2 separate regions of the Triticum aestivum genome follow, and region 2 is linked to region 1. The links are chromatin contacts, called in public Hi-C maps. All regions are on one chromosome and are shown on one strand. Each heading gives the region's core, a stretch centred on a gene start, on an enhancer-like site or on the middle of the called end of the contact. The rest is flanking DNA. Distances are from core to core; before and after follow the strand shown. Region 1 has its middle 38 kb from the start of LOC123184132. Region 2 holds the start of LOC123184132 (zinc finger protein ZAT5).

Region 1 (2,700 bases), core at 44-2,543:
GGCTGGTTGCCACCAGCCCACGAAGTCCTTGTTGATGGAGAGCTGGGATGTCGACCCGATCCACGAAAGCACGTCGTGCCACAAGGTGCACGAGAAAGGGCCACAATTCATCCAACCTTGTTACAATCTGAAGTGAAACAAAAGAAGAAGAATGATAACATGAATAACTAAGCAAATATTCAAGACTATAATTTGAATGTTTGAACATTTAGACACCCAAATTAAAAACCGATGAGATTTTGTACCAAAGGCTAACTAGATAGTGCGTGACATGACCCTGTTTTAGATGGAGATGCCCATTGATTGGCACCCACTACTTTGAACAGTTGTGCACACTCCAATTATAGCTCATGCATATAAATGACCCTTCAAGCTCACTAATCTAAGAACATGGCTATGGGACTAATCTCCCAAATTAAACAGAAGAAGCATCGAAGTGGGGGTATTAAGTCAGACCCGAACATGCCTAGTTAAGCCCCAAATTAAGTAAAGCTTTGGTTCATGTCCGTCATCAATCAAGCGCATCTCTTGGGGATTAAGTGAGGTGCTTGAGAGAATGGCACATGGAGCTTAGGGCTTCTTAATTTCTTAATGCATATAAACTTTACCTACCCTACTGGCATTACACTCTGCAGCAGGAGAAGTTGAGCAACGATCATTACTCCTTCATTACATTAGAACTAGTCTTCAGTCTCTATCTTGCCAAGTGTCAACAACTATGAAAATTTGATTTGTTTCTATTTGGTAGTATATTCATATTACAAAATAAGAAGATGCTTCCTGGCTGTTTTAGTTATTTTGTCAGGTTTTGCGGACTTGGCTTGTTTTCAATATTTTTCACAAGATATGCACTGACCTACCAATGACTTAGTCACATATTTATGAAACTCAACATAACTTCATTTAGTAATTAGTTAGCTTTAACAGGAGGATTCTGATCTCACATTATGACTATGAACGACGATCTGCGATGGATGGGACTGCAAAAAAAAAAGTGAGTGTGGTGGTGGGTGCTGTACTTAGAATCAGGTGTGTGTCTGCTCAAGTTAAGTAGAGCAGCAGAGTCACCAACTAATCAAGAAAGGGAGGGGAGCTCTGCTGATCTGCAGTCAGTAGCAAGAGTAGGGGTAGTGATCCACACTCTCAGCGAAGTGGACTTCACTTCCAGTGGCATTAAAGCAGCAGCCACACTCTCCCTAGTTGTTAGAGGTCGTTGGAACCTACTGCCCCTTGGGCCCTACGGCCAACTGCCCCATCCAAGCGTCCATGACCATGACACACTGGAAATTGCTATGTGGACACACTATCTTACACCAGCACTGCAGCCCCCACAAGAGTAGTTTGTGAGATGGTAGTCATGTTGTATTTTTATTAGGGAAAATGTTTTGTGGATATATTTGAGAGATTCCAGTGTGGTACATGGGCTATTGCATTAATTAGCATATATGCTTCTGTTGTACCAAAAGGTTAGTATGGTTGGACTTGGGCTTAAGTTTGTGCTGTGAATATCAACCTTGAGCACTAAATTAGTAGTAGAGTACAAACCATGTGTACCCCCCTCAACTCCACTAATATACATTCTATGACATTGGATGGTGTACTCTATGATGCTTCTTTTTTGGATCACATAGGAGGTTCTGATAGCTATAATCTTGACTTAGCGGTGCGTGAGTGGCGGCCGAGCCGTTGTGCTGGTGCATGCATGGTTGTTAGCTGCACAGCCGGATGTTGTTGATCGTGGAGAGATTCCAGTGGGTAGTTAGTGCATGGGTTAGTGGCCTAATGTTGTGGCTGTTAGGCTAGTGCGTGCGTGACTTGCGGTGTGGCCAAGTGCATGCAGCGGCAAGCCAGCCTGGTGTGTGTGCACGGGTATAAAGACCCAAACCATGTGTATTGGTCGAGGTGCACAGGTCTGTTGCCGCGCCATGGTGACGGTATGGACCAAGCCGAGGGGAAGGGGCCTATGGAAGATGTAGTCTCAGTCAGGACCGTGGTATGCGCTCGGTCGATGTGAGAGTTCTTCCGGGGTTGTGCTGCGTGTGTGCGTGTGTACCTCCATGTATGTGTGTTTGAATAGTTGAGTTGAATAGAAGCCAACATACAGGCCGTTCGGCGGCCGGGGCGTTCGTCGCTGGAAAATTCTATTCATCTTCTTCTACCTTTGTCTGGCGTTCATCGCCGGAGGGCGGTTCGGCGTATGTCGCCGGTGGGTTTGTTCCAACAGGTTCTAGGATTATCTCAGTTAAAGCAGTTTTTTTTAGCATAGCAGGGTTTACTATTTAGTACTCCCTCCGTCCGGAAAAATTTGTCCCTCAAATGAATGTCTAGCACTTGGGTTTTTTCAGATGGAGAGGGTATGTTTTCAGGTGGTGCATATTTACCGCTCTAGACTAGATAAACATCCATAAAGGCGTTTTCAAATCACAAAGGACGCTTGTCCGTTCAAAAGCAATAAGCTGAAATGTCCGATGATATTGCAAATGTTTAATTAGAATGACAATAACGCATCTCTCGAAAAGAGCGCCACCGATGAAAAAAAAAGATGTTTCTTCTGCTTAAAAACGTCAACTATTTTACTCATAAGATTCGAGATCGTCGAAGCAACATAACAAGTATGGTACATACATAGAACTGTAGGAGGAGGAAGACATATACATAGCGTATGCGCAGCTAATACTCCCTCCGTAAACTAATATAAGA
Region 2 (2,809 bases), core at 275-2,774, 38 kb before region 1:
TAACCACTTCACACATCTGCTTGAAACAATCATATGATATGACAAATTTTGAACATCCGATCTCACTTTAGCTTATTTTGAATAGTAAGGACCACATTTCATTCCATTGGGAAAATTTACAAATTTGCTACCCTTATATATAGGAAAGAGTGAATTCCATTTTTTCCCATCTAGTTGTCTATTTGTAATATAAGTTAGCCCATTTAGTGGAAATTTCTCTGGATTAAAATTGAGAGCAAGTTCAATAAATGGGGTGTCACACATGTACAAATTCCAGCTACTGTGGGGTAAAAGGTGGAAATCATTCTATAATTAACTATATTGGGACATGTGGTAGAAGTTTCAAGTTCTTCCAAAATTATAGTGATCATCTTACATTCCAAGCAAGCTTATGAAAATTAACCTCCTAGTTTGATTGGTGAAAGAAAGGCAAACGTCGACTTGGATTCAATAGTAGATTTTCCTTGAGCTATTTGAGTTAGCATGTCATCTCTGTTTTCCAACATAGCAAGAATCACATTATTTTCCTTACTTGTGAGATTCTAATGTGCACTTGGATCGGGCGATCTTCGATCAAATTTCTAGGGGTGATGTAGAGTGTAATGATGATTAGATAATTGTTATATTATGGACTCATGGTGGGTTTCATGGTTAACCACTCACCTTTGATGGTTCTAACATCTTGGCCACTACCATGTAGATCTTGTTGAAAGATCTGTCCCACATGAAGGGACTAGAGCAGAATCCAAGATAACATACAAAATTATATTATGTCTAACTAGGTATACAACCACATGCTACTTAAACAAGTGAAGTTACACCTGTTGATCACAAACATAACCATCATAATTTTCTTCATGCGTGGCATTTTTTCTACAAACACCCAAGTGTAATCACTAGAGGAACACTCCCATGTAGACATATTGAAGATATGAGGTAAAATTCCAGGTTCTAATGATTATGCCCTTTGTGGGGTGAATAAATTTTTAGAAAAGGCGCGCGATTTACGGAATGTGTAAGAAAGTTCCCTTTTGTATTATTTTCCTGTAACCAAAAGTAAATAGGAACCAAAACATCCACGCCATCTCTTTCACCGATTAAACGCGGAAAGCAGTGGTTTTTCAATGGGATAACAGGCAGGAACACACGGATGATGACATTGCCTCGCTAAATGCATAGAAATATCTGGTAAATATTTAACGGGCATATTTTTTTTCGCTGGCATATTAGCTTTATGCAAGACATGGTTTACTCCAACGCGTAAGATCAACGCACACTTGTGTGTACCGTATGCGACTCATCCACACAAGTCCGCTGGACTATATATCCCTGTTTTCCATCCTCTGTTTTGCACCCGCATTCCTGTCGCATTTACTTTTTCCCTCTTAATCTGTTGCAAGCCAAAGAAGGAGAGCCCTTGACACACCACACTCTTAGTTTTGCACAAGTCCCAAAATAACAGGCCTAGCCAGCCAGCCATTGAGCAATGAGCAATGAGCACTAGTAGTTTATTGCCACATTGGCAGGCATGAATGAGCAAGCTTTTCTTTCTTTCTCCATCAATCCTTCTTAGCTGCCACATTGCCTGGCCTTGTTGACATCAAAGCCAAACCCTCACTTTATTATTACCACCACTCCACACACACACACACACCACCACCACTCCATCCCTTCCTTCCTCTCAACCCACTCTCCATATGCAAGCAAACTATTAAGCATCCATCACCAACCTTCCTCCTTCCACCACCTTGTATTCTCCTCCCTCCCTCCCCTCTCCTTGTTTCTCACGTCGCTCCCACGCCCATCGATCCATGGGGGAGGACGCCGGCGATGGCTACGGCACGCCACCGGCCGCGCTTGCGGCCATCGTCGTCAAGGGCAAGCGCAGCAAGCGGCGCCGCGTGCACGCGGCCGCCGAGGCCGAGGTGACCGCGGTCACCACGGCCAGCGCCGCGGGAGAGGTGGCGTCGTCCTCCTCCTCGGTGGCGGACGGTGGCGGGTGGCGGTCTGGCGCGGACGAGGCGGCCTCCGGGTGCGTCACCGAGGAGGAGGAGGACATGGCGCTCTGCCTCATGCTCCTCGCGCGCGGCGGTGGCGGCCAGGGAAGCCGGGCCGGGCCGTCGTCCTCCTCCTCGTCGGTGGTGGTGAGGGACGACGTCGCGGTGGCCACGGCGAGGGAGGGCAAGTTCCGGAGCCGGCGCCCGGCGGACGGCGGCGAGGGGGAGTTCGTGTACGAGTGCCGGACGTGCGGCAAGTGCTTCCCGTCCTTCCAGGCGCTCGGCGGGCACCGCACCAGCCACAAGAAGCCGCGCCTCCCGCTTCCGCTCCCGCCCACCACGGCCACGACGGCGTCGTCCGAGGAGAAGATGAAGCTGCCGCCGCAGGCCGCCGAGGAGAAGACGCCACCGCCGTCGCCGGCCGCTGCCGTTGATCGGACGGTGCTGGCGATCCCGGTCCCGGCGACGCCGCCCAAGCAAGAAGCTACGGCGACCGGCGTGTCGTCCAAGCAGCAGGGGCAGGGGAGGGTGCACGAGTGCTCCATCTGCGGCGCGGAGTTCGGGTCCGGGCAGGCGCTGGGCGGGCACATGCGGCGGCACCGCCCGCTCCTGCCGGCGTCGGCGTCCGTCTCTTCCACGGACGACGTGGCGGCGGTGCTGGTGATCAGGAAGGAGAAGAGCCTCCTGGAGCTGGATCTCAACATGCCGGCGCCCTGCGACGACGCCGCGACCGCGACATCGCCGGGCTCCTTCACGTTCGCCGTGAAGGAGCGGCCGTCTGTGCCGGCGGCGCTGCTGCCGTTCCGGGCGCC

What was found. Hi-C and Micro-C count contacts between places; a contact is called where the count stands out from the background.
Region 2: a contact with region 1 is called in a Hi-C map of root, with 8 times the contacts expected there. The contact joins the promoter of LOC123184132 here to the enhancer-like site in region 1. A contact is called at or near these places in 4 of 5 Hi-C or Micro-C datasets (leaf, root and an unstated tissue).

The regions. Positions count from the first base shown.
Region 1 is chr2A:1,384,719-1,387,418 of IWGSC CS RefSeq v2.1, reverse strand. No RefSeq gene overlaps it. Among protein-coding and RNA genes, the nearest start is that of LOC123184132, 38 kb to the left of the region's middle. Within about 2 kb of position 1,293, at least 2 of the 8 cell types and tissues checked have an H3K27ac peak or open chromatin away from gene starts, as enhancers often do. A contact at or near this core is called in root, where this site is marked.
Region 2 is chr2A:1,423,060-1,425,868 of IWGSC CS RefSeq v2.1, reverse strand. LOC123184132 (zinc finger protein ZAT5) reads left to right here and starts at 1,524. Exons shown (of 1, transcript XM_044596312.1): 1 at 1,524-2,809. The coding sequence starts at 1,812.